Linked DNA regions of Neogale vison: region 2 is linked to region 1. Evidence: chromatin contacts called from public Hi-C data. All regions are on one chromosome and are shown on one strand. Each heading gives the region's core, a stretch centred on a gene start, on an enhancer-like site or on the middle of the called end of the contact. The rest is flanking DNA. Distances are from core to core; before and after follow the strand shown. Region 1 holds the start of SESN1 (sestrin-1). Region 2 holds the start of FOXO3 (forkhead box protein O3).

Region 1 (5,062 bases), core at 1,701-4,200:
GCAGTAGATGCAGAGATGCAAGAAGAGTATAAATCTATGGAAAACCTTAAGAGTGGAGGAGACTCTTTAATTTTTTTCCAGGATGAATGAATCCTAAAATACATATCATAAAGTCCAGGTCTTTCACTTATGAAAAAGGGGAGAAGCATTCATTTTATACTGGGGTACTTTATATCTTTAATTCTCACAACAGCTCTATGTTATTATCCCCATTTCATAGATGTCGGAATCCAAACTCAGAGAGATCAAGTAACTTAACTTGTCCAAGTTTACAAGGGATGTTAATAGGGGAGGAGAATTTGAGCCCAGGTCTGACTCTAGTACCCATTTACTTACCAATATATCACAGTCCTTCGACCCTGCACTCCCCAGAGCCTAATTACTTCTGTTTTCAATACAATTCTTAACTAAATTGGTTATCTGCTTTCCCATTTGAATATAAATAAGCAGCAAAATTAAAGATTCAGGAAGAGAACAAAGTGAAGTATACTGACAGTAAGAGGAGAAACAAAAACTATTAAAAACTAAACACAAAAATTCCAAAAATATGGACCATGTGGTCCCATATACTCCACCCTCAGCTAAACAATAGTACTTGATGTGTATAATGATGATCCCATTGTGGGAAAAAATGGCTGTTCTAGACACTGCAGTCTAAGAAAGAGAGAAATAACTTTCAAGGCTTTAAAGGGTAAACTTCAGGTATCTAGAAAATTCCTCTCTGATAACTCTGGATAAATGAATTGTCCAAACTGTTTATGAGAAGAAATATCCCAAGATCTTGAAAAGAGTCTTCATTTTATGGACGTGATTATTTTTCTGTTGCTTTAAACTAACCAAAATAGAAAAACTATTAATCTTAGCTTACATATCCATGTGTGTGTATCCAAGTAAACTATAAGTTTTAAGAACTTCTCATAAATGAATTGGAACAACACATGGATTGAGTAATTTAGACTGACCAGCATAGTGTTACTGACCATTCTTAGGATCTAAAAACAACCTTTCTCTAAACAAACAAGCCCAAACAAAACCCTTCTAATAAATCTTCCAATAAAACAGGAGAAATTGATCACAATACAAAACAGGAGGAAAACTAATATTTTTCATCTGTTACACTGAAACTTAAGTAGGTACGTATGTGAAAAAGAAAAATCAAACAATTGAGGCAAACACAGAGAAAACGAATTGAATAATTTACCATGAATGTTTCTACCATTCACTCAACCTGGATTCAACTTTTTAATTTGAAGATGTTAGCTTCTTTGTAACAGAGGCTTTTATTATTTTATGTAATTCATTTAAAAAAAAAAAGTTTTTGGAGAACAGACCCTGATTTCTTGTTTTGCTTCAAAGAACATGAGAAAACAGTTCACCAATTATCCTGAACAAGTGAAGAAACATTTAATATCCTTTATCATTTGAGAGGCTTTTAAATGAAGAAACTTTCCACACAGAATATTGTTTGTAACAATGTGAAAAGTATACTGGCTATTCTTCCTAATAATATGTAAAAATGAATATAAGGAAAAGCAAGTCTTTACTTGCAATTAACTGTAACTTTCTCATATTTTTCTGGGAGGAATACAGTTCCTGCTAAAACTCTCTAGAAGGACAATTCTTGTTTACTTATATTTGAAAACTGCTTTTATTTTAGTTCCACTTGCACAGTTTCGGCTCCAGATTCAACGTCTTCCAAGCCACTCTAAATTTAAGCTGTAGAATGAATTTGTAATGGGTTCACAAAACCACCTAGCAGCAAATACAACGTGAATAACTGCAGGTAAAACTGCACTGTACTAGATGGAGATGGACGGTTGTAATTACAAGGTTTTCTTACCTGGACGCTCTTCAAAATAAATTCCGTTTTCTCTCTTACATCTTTAAAGGGACATCTCTTAGAAAGCATCAGCAGATGAGCAAGAAGTTTATTCAACCCATCCAAAGAAACAGCATTTGAAAGCCCGTCTGATGGACGAAGAGGTGTCTCTTTCACCGAACGAAGATACTCGGTTTTTCTCAAAATGGTTTGCTTAATGTTTTCCAGTGCTGTCTCTCTAGTAGTTGAATCTCTACTGCACAGTCCATCCCATCTCACTTCATTCTCCCCTTCAGCCATGACAACTGGAGATTTTTTTTTCTTTGCCGTCTTCAGTTACCTTTCAGCATGTCCCCAAAAGCACTTTGTATTTTTAAAACGAGAAAAAATGTAAGAATAAAATCAGAGAAATCGAATCGTCATGAAAACACAAATGTCTGGGAGACATCTGGAACCAGAAGTGTCTTTTATATTAATTGCTTTCAACCAATCTGCGAGACAGAACTCACCCTCTCCTACATGAAGGGGCAGTCTTCTTGTCAGAGACTAAAAAAAAGTTGGAAAGTTGAAACCCTACAGCGCTGGCTTTGCTGCACAGGCAGTCCCGGGGAAGTGCTCTCCTCCGTCTCGCGGGGTCAGCGGATATCCTCACGTTGTGGAGCTGTCAAATCCGTGCTCTGCCCAAAAAGGCTGGTAACAGTTGAAGGCGCTCCAGCCATTCGGGGTTTTTTGTCTGGGCAGCCACCGGGTTCTCAGGAGCATTCCCACCCCGCCCCTCCTCCGGCACCAGTCCCCGCCCCCTGCAGCTCCTCCCTACCCCTCAGCTGCCGCCGGGAGCTGGTGGGGAAATCTCGCCAAACCCTTGCTCACTGGCTGCCGCGGCCGGAGACCCAGTCGCTCGTTGGTGGCGGCCGCCTCTGGCAGCCGCTGTCCCGGCTGCAGCGTTGGAGGAAAGTGTCTCTGGCCCCAAGATTCCCGATCCCCGAGCAGACGCCTTTTCTTTTCCTATACCTGCGTCCTCGCCCACCGCCCACTAAACCTGACGGGCACAGGGCTGGGCCACAATCCCCAAAAGCGGGGCCGGGCCGCGGAGCTGGCGGAGAAGCCAGGCGGGAGGCGCAGAGCCCGCCCCTTCGCCCAGCCCCATCGGTGGGGCTCGGCCCAGAGGGCGGGAGCAGGGAGGGGAGATGGGGTCCTCACCCCCCAGCCCCTCCCCTTTCTCCGCCCGGCATAACCCAGGAGCCGCCCCTGCCCCAGCGCCCTCTTCCCCGCCCTAGCAGACGCGACCCGCGGAGGCAAAGCCATCGGAAAAAGCCCCGCCCTCCAGCCGGCTACCTCCAGACCCCAAGTCCGCGAGCGGCCGCCAACTGCTGCCGGCTGCTGCGCATGCGTGATGCGAGCAGGGAGCATGCGCCTAAGGGGCATTTTTGCGTCGGTGGCGTTTTTCGTCCTCTGACGTTGGGATTCTCCCGGTTGGAGAAGGGGAGAGAAAAGTAAGGAGTTGAAGTACACTGAAACCATTACAGACAAGACAAGCACGGCAAAGAAAGAGGGCGTAAACACACATCTGGAAGAAATTGAATCGAAATTTAAAATTAGTCTGAAAATAGTGACAGTCTCATTATTACGCCAAAACCGAGATTTAAGAAGGCAGGGCGTCCTCGCATTGACTTCTGGGAAATGTAGTTTTGATGTACAGACGCGTTCTGTGGGCGATAGAAACTACAGTCCCCAGGAGCCACTGCGACGTCGCCTGTAGGGGCCTTCGAGCCAACGGTTAGCGCGGATGGAGGTTGAGAGCGTCGATTCGGTGAGCACTGTAGGTTTGGCTGCCAATTTTTCTTTGACAGGATTTTTTCCTTCTCCTATTTCCTCACGTATTTTGGAGACCAAGCTATCTAGAGCTGTCCTCCTTAGTCCAGGGGTAGTGTCCAGTAATCTGCCTGGGAAGGAGAGTCCGGGTGCCCCAGGCCGAGGGCATATGAAGGCGCGAGGAATGATCGGGACCCCAAGGGGCTTAGAGAGCAGCAAAAGGCCGGGCAAGCTCGGGTCGTGATCTCGGGGTCCTGGGATCGAGTCCCGCATCGGGCTCTCTGCTCTGCGGGGGGCCTGCTTCCCTTCCTCTCTATCTGCCTGCTTCTCTGCCTACTTGTGGTCTCTGTCTGTCAAATGAATAAATAAAATCTTTAAAAAAAAAAAAAAAAAAAGAGGGATGCTGTAGAAACCGGTGCGTCTTGCTGCGGCTTCCGCTTAGCCCTTTGAGGTGGACTCGCTCACGAGGGATTAGGTATCCCTGTGCATTGCACTTTTGTTTGCCATTTCATAGGGGTGTTCTGTGTTGTATACGCTCAGTAGAATGAAATCCCAGGCAAGGCTTTGAAAGCGAGTTTTCAAATCCATTTTGTATGAGATTAAGGGGGAAAGAATCCCCAGTATTCCTAGATAATGAATGTTTGCAGGGATACTGCATGAAAAAAGACCTATAAAAATTTCCAAAACTTAGTACGTTTAGAAGATCCATTTGTTTAAAAACTACTGTTTGGTTTTGAAAAGTCATTCCTCTTGAGAAAAGTCAAGGTAGTCAATGGACTGAGAACCAAATTCGATTTTAATTCTTCACATTGCGGAAGAGATTTTTTTCTAAAAATTGAGCCCTGGGGCGCTTGGGTGGCTCAGTGCAAAGAGCAGTAACTTTTGATCCCCCGGGGGGGTGAGTTCCACCCCCATGCTGGATATAGAAATTACTTAAATAAAAACTATTAAAAAATAAAATAAATTTAAAAATGAAAAAGATGAAAATTTAGCCCTGTGAGGTACTGAGTACACAACAGTGGCAAAGACAGCCCCTATCTAGTTACATAACCTAATGGTTAAATGCACAGTTTTAGTACAATATGATATCTGGCTATCTGGCTTGGCTAGAAAGATCACCAGGGAAATCTTCATCCTGGGGAAAGAGGGCTAAAGCGACAGCATAGGGTGAGGGCTAAAGGGACAGCATAGGGTGAAGCCTAGAAGTGAGAGAGGTATGAAACTTTCAGGAAACCAAAATAAGCCAAATCACCCATATTTGGGGAAGGATGACTTTTTATCTACTGATGTATTCTGTAGCTGTGAGGAGACAAGTACTGTGAATTTTCCAGATAGTTTCTGAAAGTGACCTGTCCTTGAACAGATAAGTTTCGATGAATTGGTATAATTTGGAAAGCCTTGGGTATGGTTTACATTCTATGCTACTGGTTT
Region 2 (4,489 bases), core at 1,798-4,297, 530 kb before region 1:
TCCCGCACGTGTCTGCCGGCTCCGCCCGCGCCGCTCCAGCGCGGCTTGCTCTCCTCCCCCTCGGACAGCCGCGCACCGCCCCGAAGCCCGGAGTCCTGCCGCTCCCGGGCCCTAGCGTCCCTCCGCTCTGCCAGGCGCGCCCCGCAGGGTGCTCTCCAACTTTCCTCCCCCGACACCGCCACAGTGCGGCAGGACCCATCGCCCCAGGTCGGCTCCCCTTCTCCCCTCCCACGTCTTCTCAAGTCCCCCTCCTTTGGACTCTCCCTCAGCGCACGGAGGATTGGCTTCTGGGTCGCCCGAGTCTCTTTCTCCTCTCCTCCCTCCCCTCCTTTCTTCCCTAGAATTTTACTCGATTGTTTATTATTTGCTGGGGGGCGGGGGCGGGGGGCGGAGAGGGGTGTCTGGGGCCTGGAGACTGGTGGCCGCGGCCAGTCAGCGCGCGGCGTGGTTTGACGAGTAGGCGGCGCAGCGAATGGGGACGCGGCGCAGAGCACCCCGGTCACGCGCGTGTGGATACAATGACATCATCTGTTTGTACGCGTCGAACTAGCTTGGTGCAGGGGCGGGGCTTTACGTCACTTGAGTGACGGGCCCTGCGCAAAGCCCGGAGCCTGGAGTCCGCTGGGTGGGCGGACTCCCGAGTACCCTGGGTTGGACCTTTTTGTGTATTGGGTTGTTGAGGAGCGAGCTTTAGATTCTGAGATATCACCAGTGACTTAGAAGGATTTAAGAAAAAAGGTGGGAAGAGATATTTATGAACCAAAGTGGATCGAGTTTTGGTGTGCGTGTCGCAGGTAGTGCATTCATAACGCACAAATGAACAATTTAGGCACTGACAGGATAAGGACTCCTAAGATGTTTGTCTAAACTTAAAGAAGTATCTTTTTTAAAAACTCAAAAATGCACAAGTAGCCGTTCTGGAGTCATTTACAAGTTAGAATCAAAGTATTTCCCATTCATAATTGTTCAAAATCTGCTCCTGAGTTTAGGAATGGGGAATAATTTGCATTTCTCCTGAGTTAGTTACACTTCTCCCCTCCTCTGCCGTGAAATCCCTGGAGAGTGAACCGCTGCGTCGGGCGTCCTAGGTAAGAGACTCGGCTGCAGACCTCTCGGTGCCCGATCAAATCTGAAGGCATCAGTTTATCGAAGTCCTGTAAGGCACCAACATTTTCGCTTGTATTTCCACGCCGTGGTAATCTCTGCGATCCGCGGTCAGCATCTTATCTCGCGTGTTGCCTGGTGTCCGATTCTAACCGGGAACCGGACACCAGGGCGGGCCCAGAGCCCGGGGGACGGACGCGCCCGCCGGGGACCCCCGGTACCAGGCGCCCTGCCCGGAGTCTGAGAGGCCACGCGACTGCGCTCGTGGAGCGTTAGGGTCTCCGCTCTCCCCCTCCCTCTTCTCTTAGGCCAGCGCCGCGCTTTGTTGTCGTCGAGGCCCTCGGGAGGGAGGGGGAGCCCGGCGGGGACGGCTGCGGGAGCCCGCCCGGTCCCGGGCCGCCGCGCGCTCCCTGACACCCACGCCCGCAGTCCCGCGGAGCCCGGCGGCGCAGGCGCGCGCGCGAGCGAGCCCACATAGACACACACACACACGCACACACACACGCACGCACGCACACAGCACACCCGGGCCTGCCGCCCAGCCCTCCCCCTGGGCGGGGACCCGCCCGCCGTCAGCCTAGGTTGAGGCACCCTGCGTGTGTCTATAACTTTGTGCTGCTGCCGCGGCCGCCCTGCTCGTGGAAGGGAGGAGGAGGAATGTGGAAGGCGGCGGCGCACAGGCTGACAGGCGTTTCCTCAGGCGGGCTGCGGCGGCGGCCGGAGCGCCTCTCCTTCGCCGAGGTTGCGCGCCCCCTCCTCGCGGTGCCCCGGGTCCGCGCAGAATTGTGCGTCCTCCCCCCTCGTCCCTGAAGGGAAGGAACTGAGGTAGGCGCCGGAGCTGTGCAGCGGGGCGGTCGCCTTCCCGGTGACTCCGGATCTGCTTCCGAGCTGGGCCAGGCGCTTCCCTTTTCCCTCCCCGTGACTCGGTGTGCGCGCCCCCCTTCCCTCCAGTTAGTATTTTTAAAGGACTTGAGTGAAGGGGGGAAAACTGTCAAGATGGCAGCAGCGGGAGCAAGGAGGTGATGAACGTGCTGGTCCGGGTTTTCTGGTAGCCTGGGAGACTTGGCGCTTCCTGACCTGTTGGAAGATTTATGTTCCGACTTACCCCCTCCCCCCGTCCTTTCCTGGGAAGGGGGTGGAGGGTGCAGCGCCTGCGGGCAAATAAACCATACAGACCCCCAAAGTGGTCGTGCCTGCTTGGCTTGGCCCTTTGCAAACACCCGCCGCGCTGGTTGCCCCCCCTGCTTCCCGTCTTTTTTCTGGAAGTGACAGGAGCCAGTTCGCGCTCGGACCTACGTTCGTCCTCCTGGCCCGCGGGCGAAGAGGGGAGAAGCGGGCTGCCCGCGCTGTCCCCGGACTCGGGTCCCTCCGCGGGGAGAAGGGGGTACAAGGGGGCGCGGAGGCGGCAGGGCCGGGGACCAGGAGAAGAGCGGAAGACGCCACAGACTTTGGCTGCGGCGCCGCGGGAGGCACTTGAGCGGGCCGGAGCGAAACATAAACAAACGCACGCCCGCCCGGGCTCCGACCGCGGCTCGGCTGCGCCAGCTCTGGCCGCTGCCCGCTTTAAAGGCGCGGCTCGCGCCCCTCCCCCCGCCCCCGCCCCTCCCCCTTCTTCCCCGCCCAGCCACCTAGCCCGGGAGGGACCTGCAGATCGGGCGGCCCCGGTGGCGGGGGGAGGGGGCTGCCCCGTGCGAGCCCGTCGATTCGCTCCCGGCTCCCCCGCGGCCTGGCCAGGGGGCGGTGTCTGCGGCGCCAGGTTCGCGGGACGCACGTCTCCAGGTCTGCCTGGCGGCGGCGGCGGGCGCGGAGTCGCGGAGGACTGGGCTCCAGCCCGGGATAACCAACTCTCCTTCTCTCTTCTCTCGTGCTTCCCCAGGCGGCGGCAGTAGCGGCAACGACTCCTGGGAGCCCGAGCCTTCGCGGCGCCCCCGTCCCTCCCCCGCCGCACCCCGCCCCGGCGCGAGAGGCGAGCGCGAGAGCCCGAGCCGCGGGCGGGCGGCGAAGATGGCAGAGGCACCGGCCTCCCCGGCCCCGCTCTCTCCGCTCGAAGTGGAGCTGGACCCGGAGTTCGAACCCCAGAGCCGGCCGCGCTCCTGTACGTGGCCCCTGCAGAGGCCAGAGCTCCAGGGGAGCCCGGCCAAACCCTCGGGGGAGACGGCCGCCGATTCCATGATCCCCGAAGAGGAGGACGATGAAGACGACGAGGACGGCAGCGGTAGGGCCGGTTCGGCCATGGCGATCGGCGGCGGCGGGAGCGGCGCGCTAGGCTCCGGGCTGCTCCTTGAAGACTCGGCCCGGTTGCTCGCTCCCGGAGGGCAGGACCCCGGCTCCGGGCCAGCCCCCGCGGCAGGCGCGCTGAGCGGGGGGACGCAGACGCCGCTGCAGCCTCAGCAGCCACTACCGCCGCCGCAGCCGGGGGCGGCTGGGGGCTCGGGGCAGCCGAGGAAATGCTCGTCGCGGCGGAACGCCTGGGGGAACCTGTCCTACGCCGACCTGATCACTCGCGCCATCGAGAGCTCGCCGGACAAACGGCTCACTCTGTCCCAGATCTACGAGTGGATGGTGCGCTGCGTGCCCTACTTCAAGGATAAGGGTGACAGCAACAGCTCTGCGGGGTGGAAGGTGCGTACCCACCTCGGGCGGGCGGCCGGACCCGCCGGGCCTCCTGCGCAGTGCGAGACGCGCCTTCGATTCATTGGAGCGCGCCTGCGGGCGCTGGGGAGAAGGGTTGGCACCGAGAGCCTCCGCTGTGAGGTTTCGGGGGATCTCTGTGACCCCCAGAGGAGGGGAACCTGGGGTCGGCCGCGGAGGGTAGGGCGGGGAAAGGAGGCTTCCCAGGAAGCCTCGGGCATGGGCGGGTGAGGAGAGGGGGCGAGGGATACCGGCGAGGGAAGGACTGGCGGACGGGAGTGCGTTTGCCGGATTCCCGGGACGACACAGACGAGGTAGGTCTTCCGCCAACTTCGAAGTAGAAATCAGCCGTAGTGGGGATGCGGGAAGGGCTTTGCGGGTGCAGTGAGGGGATGTGGGGGTGTGCTTGGGACTTGGTACCCGGAGGAGGGGTTGGATTTGTGGTTTCCAGTCGGTTACAGAGCATGGTCGTTGTCACTAGCTGGGTGAAAACCCTTGCGTCGAAGTTTCTGGCTTGTGGGTGTTAGTTCCCACAGGCACAACGATCCCACTAGAAAAAGCAGTGCTTGTAAACCTTTTCCTGGCTGAATGTCTTTACTTGCCTGTGTTGACACCTTTCTTCCTTAGAGATGTTTCTCCAGTAAGCCTGCCCCCCAACTTGAGATGTTCTGAGCCCTGGAGCGGGCCAGCCCTGCGGCCTCCGGGCGGACCAGCCACACCTGCTGCTCTCCTTGAGGCTTGGACTCTGGCGAGG

Evidence for each region. Hi-C and Micro-C count contacts between places; a contact is called where the count stands out from the background.
Region 2: a contact with region 1 is called in a Hi-C map of muscle, with 11 times the contacts expected there. The contact joins the promoter of FOXO3 here to the promoter of SESN1 in region 1. A contact is called at or near these places in 2 of 3 Hi-C or Micro-C datasets (fibroblasts and muscle).

What each region holds. Positions count from the first base shown.
Region 1 is chr1:23,018,366-23,023,427 of ASM_NN_V1, reverse strand. It overlaps SESN1 (sestrin-1), which reads right to left and starts at 2,950. Exons shown (of 10, transcript XM_044244513.1): 1 at 1,841-2,950. The coding sequence starts at 2,119. CEP57L1 (centrosomal protein CEP57L1) reads left to right here and starts at 3,545. Exons shown (of 11, transcript XM_044244460.1): 1 at 3,545-3,629. The coding sequence starts at 3,606.
Region 2 is chr1:23,549,398-23,553,886 of ASM_NN_V1, reverse strand. It overlaps FOXO3 (forkhead box protein O3), which reads left to right and starts at 3,047. Exons shown (of 3, transcript XM_044244534.1): 1 at 3,047-3,726. The coding sequence starts at 3,109.